Regions from separate parts of the Arabidopsis thaliana genome. Here region 1 is linked to region 2. A link is a contact called in public targeted proximity ligation data. All regions are on one chromosome and are shown on one strand. The core of a region is the stretch at or near the end of the contact, and the rest is flanking DNA. Distances in the headings are between cores, read along the strand shown. Region 1 holds the start of AT1G76892 (a long non-coding RNA gene). Region 2 holds the start of AT1G76810 (eukaryotic translation initiation factor 2 (eIF-2) family protein).

What was found.
Region 1: a targeted proximity ligation map of shoot shows a contact between it and region 2, with 11 read pairs. A contact is called at or near these places in 12 of 26 Hi-C or Micro-C datasets (callus, leaf, root and 3 more), 1 of 2 datasets of targeted methods (shoot) and 1 of 3 other capture datasets (seedling).

What each region holds. Positions count from the first base shown.
Region 1 is chr1:28,872,821-28,878,304 of TAIR10.1, reverse strand. AT1G76892 (a long non-coding RNA gene) reads right to left here and starts at 3,614. Exons shown (of 1, transcript NR_139959.1): 1 at 3,306-3,614. It overlaps GT2 (Duplicated homeodomain-like superfamily protein), which reads left to right and starts at 2,870. Exons shown (of 2, transcript NM_106340.4): 1 at 2,870-3,328; 2 at 3,594-5,253. The coding sequence starts at 3,102. The coding sequence ends at 5,094.
Region 2 is chr1:28,833,593-28,838,850 of TAIR10.1, reverse strand. AT1G76810 (eukaryotic translation initiation factor 2 (eIF-2) family protein) reads left to right here and starts at 2,103. Exons shown (of 13, transcript NM_106331.5): 1 at 2,103-2,338; 2 at 2,468-4,464; 3 at 4,550-5,112; 4 at 5,200-5,258. The coding sequence starts at 2,541. AT1G76820 (eukaryotic translation initiation factor 2 (eIF-2) family protein) reads right to left here and starts at 1,278. Exons shown (of 13, transcript NM_106332.6): 1 at 1,181-1,278; 2 at 1-1,091. The coding sequence starts at 1,055.

The DNA of each region.
Region 1 (5,484 bases), core at 2,365-4,864, 38 kb before region 2:
GAAAATAATATCCTACGTGGCAAATTGCACATATAAAAACGTTACACGTCACCTAGGACTGATCGAACCGTCCACAAATTGACACGTCATAATATATAGCGGCTCTTGATGTTACGCCTCCGTTTGGTATCGCCGCGCTCAAATGTGTCCCAGCTTTTAATCGGCTAGAGCCTCTCTCGATTTTGGTTGGTATAATTTACATAATCACAATTTACTAAATTGTACTATAAATAATACGGAATACTTTGGTTGCAATAAAGAAAAACAATATGTAGATATAAAAAATTGTAGAAATTAATAGCATTTAATTTATTGGGTCAAGTCGATTGTAAAAGGAGAGTACAGGTAAATCTTTATGGAGTTGGAATCATTTGGTACCATCCTCGAACAATAAGAGTCTATAGGTGACAAATCGCATTAAATGTAAAACAATTTTGTTTTATTCATCGGTCATTTCGGTGAAATATATTGAGTTATTGAATCAGTTTCTATAGCCTCTAACAAGTTTTTTACTTTTAAATAAACGATCACATTATTCACTATTACTCGCTCTGTGTAATTTACAATTTCACATTATATGAACAACAATGAGATGTATATTGTATAATTAATTATATGTTAAATAAGTGTAAACGGCGTATGAATTATACATACGTAGAAAGGGATCAAGTTGGGGTCACTTTACAGAGCCATACGTAGTGGAAATACATCTGAATCCAGCTCATTTGTAACCACTGCTTTTTTAATTTCTCTCTTTATATTTATTTTTTCACCTTATAGACTAGAAAAAGAAACTAATAATACGTACGAATATATAATTTTGGAAAGAAATTATAAAGAAAAATGAACAGAACAAAGAAGAGAGATGCGAAAAAAGTGGGAGATAAGTTTGGTGTTTCAGACAAAAAACAAACTGCCAGTAAGATTGTCCATTCTCCTATTAATGTTTTGTTATACTTAAACAAAACATCTCCATAACTTAAATGTGATTGCTTTTTCTATGTTTATACAGTTTTGCATCTTTTTCTTTTTGTGATCATAACCACACAGATTCACAATACAAATGCCAAAATTATGCAGAATTTTAATAAAATGCAAACTATACTTATGCAGAAGTTTACTATCATCAGTTTGTTGAGGTGATTGCATTGAATAAATTTGTTTCTAAAATTAAGTCTGGTCATCTCACCATTGTAACATAGAGTTTTATAGTATATGTCAATTACTTTTTCTAATATTCAAATTAAAAAGACCATTAAAATAGATGGAATTATAAAATATTTTTGAGCTTGTCAATAACTACAAAATTATCATAGTTATAAAAATTTAATAAGTTCATCGTTGTACGAATGTATAGTCTAAATAAAACTGACCAGTGAAAAGCAAATTCAGTTTAAATGTGACGTACAAGGTTCGCTAGTTTTTACATTTATGTTGCCAATTAAGATGTAGTTTTACGTTACTTATTTTGATTTATCTAATACAAATGTGTCTACAAACGGAAAACACGTTGATTTATACTGACATGATACAGGTACGCATTTTTAGAACAAGAGCGAAAAACGAAATTAAAACCAGTGGTTGTCGAAGAAACAACAAAATAATGAAATATTTACGTAAAAAAATCGTTACATTATTACTTATTAGGCACCGGAATATTTCAATAACATTAAATAAGGTAGGTCATAAGCTAACTAAATCATGTCTCTCTACTTGCTTTTTCTCATAAATGCTTTTGATATCCGCCTAATAACCATATATAACCTCGACATTTATCTAACTCCTCGTCTAATTTAATACCGTAATTTGATGTTACATCAAAACCTCCCACGTATATTAATTACGCCCACACACCGCTCTATATACATAACATCAAATCGTCAAAGTATAAATTACAAAATGTATTGTTTCACCATTTATAGATTACATTGGAAAAACATCATACGGTGAACAATGACGTGTGTGTTACTGGTTTTGTATAAACTACTAGTTGCATGATTAAAGAGGTCAACATTTGGGGATAAAAAGGTAAAATTAACAGTCGGTGTCGTGACCAATTTGCGATTTGATCCAGCGGCGGTGAGAAGCTATTATGGGCCCACGTGGGCCTACATTACCCGAATATTATCCCTATCGTCTCTATCTGCAGCTGTTCTTGCTGATTACCTTTGATTATTTTTTTTGCCTTATATAATAATTTATACGAAAAAGCATCCATTATGATCTCAATCATTTAAAGATTAATGTAATAATATTCTTATAGGCTTCTCCACAGCTCACAATCTTATACTATTGTTGTTATTATTTCAATTCATCATCATTGTGGTTTTTTTTGTTCTATTTACTATGAATATACTCTATGCTTATATAGTAACCTAATATTAAAGTCACTCCAATAATTAAAAGACGTGTAATAGAGATAATTATTCTAATTAAGTAACTCACAGGTCACAACACAACTCACAAGTGGTAAAGTGGGACAGTTAAACACCGTCCAATTATCCACGTTAAAATTTCGTATTAAATAATTAGGATTAAAATTGGTACAGTCAACAATTGTTTGTGTATATATCCGATCAAAAATTCGATTTAAGAGCTTCATTTTAATACATGGTCAGTTTCTGAAATTTTAGTTTGCCGATTAAACCAATCATTAATCAGATGTTACAGTGAACCAGACACACATATAGTAGTTTATTCATTGCTTAACGAAATAAATAAAATATACAATATGGTTTGTTTTATAGGAAATACTTTAATTTTTGGTACCAAATTTTTCTTATAAGCAATGAGAAGATTCCCAAATTAAAAGACAGAAGGAAAGCGAAAAAAGTTCCCCTTTTAAGTCCTACTCCTCTTTTTGTAATATAGAAAGAAAAACTATATATATACAAAATAAAGTTATACGAAGAAAATTGTATTATATTTATAAGATCTAGATAAAATGGTCCATCCCACCCAATTAAATACCCCTAAGATAAAATCACAATAGACAAAAAAAATTTAAAAAGAAAAGAAAAAGGAAATTCAACCACAACCTTCGTCTTCTCTTGAAACTCTCCTCATCTCTCTCAAGAAAGATTCAAGTTCGAGTCTTAGCTATGTCTGGAAACTCAGAAGGACTGTTAGAGAGCTCAGGCGGCGGCGTGGGAGGTTCCGTCGAGGAGGAAAAAGATATGAAGATGGAGGAAACCGGTGAAGGAGCCGGCAGCGGAGGAAACCGGTGGCCAAGACCAGAGACTTTAGCTCTATTGAGAATACGTTCAGAGATGGATAAAGCTTTTCGTGACTCTACTCTCAAAGCTCCCTTATGGGAAGAAATTTCCAGGTTTGTTATATTTTGTTACATGCATATATATTTATAAAGTAGAAAATTTAAGCAGAAATTTTATGATCATATATTTTCGTCTCACATATTTATGGGATGTATATATAATATGTGTAGTCATATATTTCGGTAATTCATTTGAAATATATGACTACAAGCCTATTTATTTGCTTATAGGTATATGTATTACATACAACTAGCTAAGAAAAAGTTTGGATAATATTTGTTTCTTAATTATGAGTTTATTGATTGATACATGAATTAGGAAAATGATGGAGCTTGGTTACAAGAGAAGTTCAAAGAAATGCAAGGAGAAGTTCGAGAACGTGTACAAGTACCACAAACGTACCAAAGAAGGTCGTACCGGGAAATCCGAAGGCAAAACTTACCGGTTTTTCGAAGAGTTAGAAGCTTTCGAGACTCTCAGTTCCTATCAACCTGAACCTGAGTCGCAACCCGCGAAATCTTCTGCAGTGATCACGAACGCGCCCGCAACCTCTTCCTTGATACCATGGATTAGCTCTAGCAATCCATCAACCGAAAAAAGTTCTTCACCGTTGAAACATCATCATCAGGTTAGTGTACAACCCATCACCACAAACCCTACCTTCCTCGCCAAGCAACCATCTTCCACGACGCCTTTTCCTTTTTATAGCAGCAACAATACTACTACTGTTAGCCAGCCGCCAATTTCAAATGACTTGATGAACAATGTTTCATCGCTGAATCTTTTCTCGAGCTCAACTTCTTCATCTACTGCATCTGACGAGGAAGAAGATCATCATCAGGTTAAGAGCTCGAGAAAGAAGAGGAAGTATTGGAAAGGGTTGTTTACGAAGTTGACAAAAGAGTTAATGGAGAAACAAGAGAAGATGCAAAAAAGGTTCTTGGAAACACTGGAGTATCGTGAGAAAGAGAGAATCTCAAGAGAAGAAGCTTGGAGGGTCCAAGAGATAGGGAGAATCAACAGAGAACACGAAACATTAATCCATGAGAGGTCCAATGCTGCAGCTAAAGACGCTGCAATCATATCCTTCTTACACAAAATCTCAGGAGGACAACCACAACAACCGCAACAACATAATCATAAACCATCACAAAGGAAACAATATCAAAGCGATCATTCAATAACGTTTGAGAGTAAAGAGCCGAGGGCGGTTCTATTGGATACAACAATAAAGATGGGGAATTACGATAACAATCATTCGGTGTCTCCTAGTTCTTCAAGATGGCCTAAAACCGAGGTCGAGGCCTTGATAAGGATAAGAAAGAATCTTGAAGCTAACTATCAAGAAAACGGTACTAAGGGACCATTATGGGAAGAGATCTCTGCAGGGATGAGAAGATTGGGATACAATAGAAGCGCGAAACGCTGCAAAGAGAAGTGGGAAAACATCAACAAGTACTTTAAGAAAGTCAAAGAAAGCAACAAGAAACGTCCCCTTGATTCCAAGACTTGCCCTTATTTTCACCAGCTCGAAGCTTTGTACAACGAGAGGAACAAAAGTGGGGCAATGCCATTGCCATTGCCTCTAATGGTGACTCCACAGAGACAGTTGCTTCTCTCGCAAGAAACCCAGACCGAGTTTGAGACTGATCAGAGGGAAAAAGTTGGTGATAAAGAAGATGAAGAAGAAGGAGAGAGTGAAGAAGATGAATACGATGAAGAAGAAGAGGGAGAAGGAGACAATGAGACAAGTGAGTTCGAGATTGTGTTGAACAAAACATCTTCACCTATGGACATTAACAATAATCTTTTCACCTAAGTGGTTTTATAATCATTTTATTATATACACTTTCCTGTAAAATGGGGTTGAAGGAAAAAAAAAAAGCATATACAACAAATGTAAGTAAATGGCTTGATTTTTTAGTTATTAGTATTCCATTTCGTGATATATTTAATAAAATAATTGATTTTAAAGAAATATGTGAGATGTTTATCTAATACTAGTAATTTATAGAACCAGAAGTTTCACTATAGTATCAACTGATGAAAATTGAATCAAAATTGGCCCAATTGGTTGGGAGAAGCCAAGGGTAATCAAGCATCCATCTATATCCATGGGTACCCGACACAAGTAATAAACTTTTGGACCTACAAATTCAAATTGGGTCGTCGTTTTCATCATTTTTTTCTTTCTTTTTAATATGAATCT
Region 2 (5,258 bases), core at 854-3,353:
CTTTCTTTTACGCTTAGCCTCCTCAGCTTGAGCATCAAGCTCTTCCTGCCTGCGGCGCTCCTCTTCCTCCTTCCTCAATTTTTCTTCTTCTTCCTTCTTTTTTCGCTCTTTGGCTTCTTGCCGACGTGCAAGAGCCTCTTGAATCTCTCTAACATGTTTAGGAATTTTCTTCTCTGCTGCTTTACCCTTTGCATCCTTCTTCCTCGGCTGTAGCGGCTCAGTTACTGATTCTTCTTGTTTTTCCTCCTTAGCCTCTACAGAAGAGGTTGCCGCAGCAGCAGCAGCTGCTTTTTTTTCCTTTTCTTTCTCCTTCTTCTTTTTCTTTTTCTTGGCTGCAGCAGTCTCAACAGTCTCCTCTTCTCCTTCTCACCGGTATTCTCTACAGGTGCAACTGGCTCAGGCTGAGCTTGATCTTTCTCTTCTTCGGAAGCAGGCTTTCCAGCAGCAGGAGTTTCTCCAAGTTCTGCCAGAAGCTTGTCCAAATCATCATCTTCCTGAAGTGTCCTTCCACTCTTGTTCTTCTTCTTATGTTTCTTACTCCTTGCCGATTCTACAAGCTCCACACTCTTAGAATCAGAAGTTTTAGATTGACTACTTTCTTCATCACCTATTGAGGCCAAGACACTGCTGCTCTTCTTTTTAGATGATTTTTTCCTACCTGAAAACGTGATATCATTATCCTCTGCTTCCTCCCTGTTATCTTCATCAGCAAGCAGGGCAAAGCTAACAGAGCCACCGTCTTTTTTACCTTTCGACTTCTTATTATTCCCTACAAAAGCATTATCCGGAACAACCTCTTCCTCCACCGCAAACTTATCAGCAAAATCATCGTCGTCATCCTGCTGCTGCTGCGTACCCTTCTTATTCCTTTTCTTACCCTTCTTCTTCCCAGTGATAACAACCTTGTTTTCCTCAACTTTAGGCTCCTCAAGACATATTGAGTATTCATCATCATCAATTTGAACAGATTTCTTATCAGATTTAGAACCAACGAGAGATGACGCAAGTGGTTGCTCATCATCTCCACCTCGAGAACTCGGCTCCTTCCGACCCATGGATAAATTACAGAGCCGGTTCCAAATTCTTTCCGGCTAATCAATCAATCCAGGTAAAAAAAAATTAGTTTTTTTTGAGGATCGGCACAAAGGACACAGGAGATGAGAGAATCGAAGAAGCTTACCTTACGTGAGTAATCAAAGCGAGCCGTTTGAGAGAGAGCAAAAACTCTTACTTCATCACTAATCTAATCCTTTTTTTAATCTAATTTCTCAACTCTAATTCCAATCCATTATTAGCCCAATTATTAAAGCTCCTCTCCCAAGCCCAATATTCAAAACCCAATTTACAAACATTAATCATTTTCTTCTAACAAGCCCAAATTCACAAAATCAAAAGCAAAAGAAAAAGGAATAATATATCTGCCCCGTTCTCACCTGAATGGCTGAATCAATCATAGACAGTCGAAAAGTGTTTCTACTAAACCACACAAGCATGAATGTTATGCCTATCTAACAAAAGTCAGCTAAAGAAGCATGTGTCCATTGTTGAGGATGGAGAGAGATGAGTCAAGATCAGAGATAAGCCAAAGGTTCATGTTCCATGATACCTGAGCTGGAGTGAGATCATACTTCACTGACTTGCCCGAAACTAGAAAATTTTCAACGACCGCCACGACTCTCCGAGAGAAACCCGGTCTCAAGCAATCTCCCTTGCACGCGAGTGGCAATCCTAGGTCTTTTCAAGCAATTACGTTTTCTTTTGTTCCTAGAGAAACGAATCGAGAAGCTCATGCCTTAACAAAGCTCTCTCTTAAAAACTTCCAAAAACAAAAAACATTGGATGCGGATATGTTTTAGAAAAGTATTTCAAACAAATCATAACGCGAGAAGATTATTTTTTTAAATGAATACTTTAAACAGCTAAATCATGCTGATTTCCCTTATTTTAGTCCATATTAATAAAATTTATGTGTCTTAATTATATAAGTTAGATTTCAGTATATTAAAACGTGAAAATTACAACTGTTGAATCCCATTCAGAAATTACATTTTATAACAAAGAATATGACATATCTTTTATTTTAAAAGAAAAAATAACACTATCGAGAAAGAAAACGGAGAAAAAAATAGTATTTAACAAACGTCACAATTTTTTTTTATTAGAATCGGTAAAATCTACACAGCGTTTAGCTCAACCCTAGGAAGCTTCACGCCGGTTTCTCAAAGCTTCGCTATTTCTCGGTTCTCTACTCTCTCTCTCTCTCTCTCTCTCTCTCCGCGCCGCGCTCTCTCTCTCTAAACTTAGCTCAGCCTATCGATTAATTCCTCTCCGGAATAAGGTAAAGCTTCTTCGATTCTCTCCTCTTAGCCACAGTATCGCTTCCTCGTCTCTCTTGTGGTTTCATTTTCTAAAAGGATTGTGTTGTGCCGATCCCAGAAAACCTAATTTGTTTCCGTTCGAATTGTAGGAAATTTCACCTCGATTTATTGATTAGTCGGAAGAATTCGGAACCAATTCTGAACCAGACCTGAAATTTTCCAATGGGGCGGAAGAAGCCGAGTGCTCGAGGTGGAGATGCTGAGCAGCAACCTCCTGCGTCATCTCTCGTTGGTGCTACTAAATCTAAGAAGAAAGGTGCTCAAATTGATGACGATGAGTACTCAATAGGTACTGAGTTGTCTGAGGAGTCTAAAGTTGAGGAAGAGAAGGTTGTTGTTATCACTGGGAAGAAGAAGGGTAAGAAAGGTAATAAGAAGGGTACGCAGCAGGATGATGATGATGATTTTTCTGATAAGGTTTCGGCTGCGGGGGTGAAAGACGATGTTCCTGAGATAGCTTTTGTTGGGAAGAAGAAGTCGAAAGGTAAGAAGGGCGGTGGTTCTGTTAGCTTTGCCTTGCTTGATGATGAAGATGAGAAGGAGGATAATGAATCTGATGGTGACAAAGATGATGAGCCAGTTATAAGTTTTACGGGTAAGAAGCATGCGTCTAAGAAGGGTAAAAAAGGCGGTAATTCATTTGCCGCTTCAGCTTTTGATGCACTTGGTAGTGATGATGATGATACAGAGGAAGTGCACGAAGATGAGGAAGAAGAGTCTCCTATCACCTTCTCTGGTAAGAAAAAGAAGTCATCTAAGTCTTCGAAGAAGAACACTAACTCGTTTACCGCTGATTTGCTCGATGAAGAAGAAGGGACTGATGCTTCAAACTCTAGAGACGACGAAAATACAATTGAAGATGAAGAGAGCCCTGAAGTAACGTTTTCAGGTAAGAAGAAATCTTCTAAAAAGAAGGGCGGCAGTGTTTTGGCCTCAGTAGGTGATGACTCAGTTGCAGACGAAACTAAAACTTCTGATACTAAGAATGTGGAGGTTGTGGAAACTGGAAAGAGTAAGAAAAAGAAGAAGAATAACAAGAGTGGAAGGACAGTACAGGAAGAGGAAGATTTGGACAAACTTCTTGCAGCACTTGGAGAAACCCCTGCTGCTGAAAGACCTGCTTCATCTACGCCTGTAGAAGAGAAAGCAGCTCAGCCTGAGCCAGTTGCACCTGTGGAGAATGCTGGTGAGAAGGAAGGAGAAGAAGAGACTGCTGCTGCGAAGAAAAAGAAAAAGAAGAAGGAGAAAGAGAAGGAGAAAAAAGCAGCAGCTGCTGCTGCAGCAACCTCTTCTGTAGAGGTTAAGGAGGAAAAACAAGAAGAATCAGTAACTGAGCCACTACAGCCGAAGAAGAAGGATGCAAAGGGTAAAGCAGCAGAGAAGAAAATTCCTAAACATGTTAGAGAGATGCAAGAGGCTCTTGCTCGTCGGCAAGAAGCTGAAGAGCGAAAAAAGAAGGAAGAAGAAGAAAAATTGAGGAAGGAGGAAGAGGAGCGCCGCAGGCAGGAAGAGCTTGAGGCTCAAGCTGAGGAGGCTAAGCGTAAGAGAAAGGAAAAGGAAAAGGAGAAACTGTTGAGGAAGAAGCTAGAGGGCAAGCTTCTAACAGCAAAGCAAAAGACTGAAGCTCAAAAGAGGGAGGCTTTTAAGAACCAGTTACTTGCTGCTGGTGGAGGTCTTCCTGTTGCAGATAATGATGGTGATGCTACTTCCTCAAAGCGTCCCATTTACGCCAACAAGAAAAAATCATCTCGCCAGAAAGGCATTGACACTTCTGTTCAGGGGGAAGATGAGGTAGAGCCAAAAGAGAATCAAGCAGATGAACAAGATACTTTAGGTGAAGTGGGTTTAACAGACACTGGAAAGGTTGATTTAATAGAGTTAGTAAACACAGACGAAAATTCAGGACCTGCTGATGTAGCTCAGGAAAATGGGGTTGAGGAAGATGACGAAGAAGATGAATGGGATGCGAAAAGCTGGGGTACGGTCGATCTTAACCTTAAAGGTGATTTTGATGACGAGGAGGAAGAAGCTCAGCCTGTGGTTAAGAAAGAATTAAAGGATGCTATATCAAAGGCGCATGATTCAGGTTAGTATGAAAATTTAGTTCTTTGTTCTTCCTAGTGTTCCATCCATTGTCTGATTTTTGTCTAATCTTTTGCATTTCTACACAGAACCTGAAGCTGAAAAACCAACAGCTAAACCAGCAGGTACAGGCAAACCACTAATAGCTGCCGTAAAAGCTACACCTGAAGTGGAAGATGCTACACGGACAAAACGTGCTACCCGAGCAAAAGATGCCTCTAAGAAGGGTAAAGGCTTAGCTCCAAGTGAATCTATTGAGGGTGAAGAAAATCTCCGCTCTCCCATTTGCTGCATCATGGGTCATGTCGATACTGGTAAGACAAAGCTGTTGGATTGCATCAGAGGAACAAATGTACAGGAAGGCGAGGCTGGAGGTATTACTCAGCAGATTGGTGCAACATATTTCCCAGCTGAAAACATCCGAGAGAGGACCAAGGAACTGAAAGCCGATGCAAAACTCAAGGTGCCAGGTTTATTAGTTATTGATACACCTGGCCACGAGTCCTTCACGAATCTGCGGTCAAGAGGTTCAAGTTTGTGTGACCTTGCAATTTTGGTGGTGGACATAATGCATGGGTTAGAGCCACAAACCATAGAATCTCTAAATCTTTTGAGGATGAGGAATACAGAGTTCATTGTTGCATTGAATAAGGTAACACTAATTGTCATTCTGCGAGGATGGGATTTTTTTCTCTGTTGCAAAACCTATATGGAAAATAATATCTTCACCTTCCTCCAGGTGGATAGGCTATATGGATGGAAAACATGCAAGAATGCTCCTATCGTGAAGGCAATGAA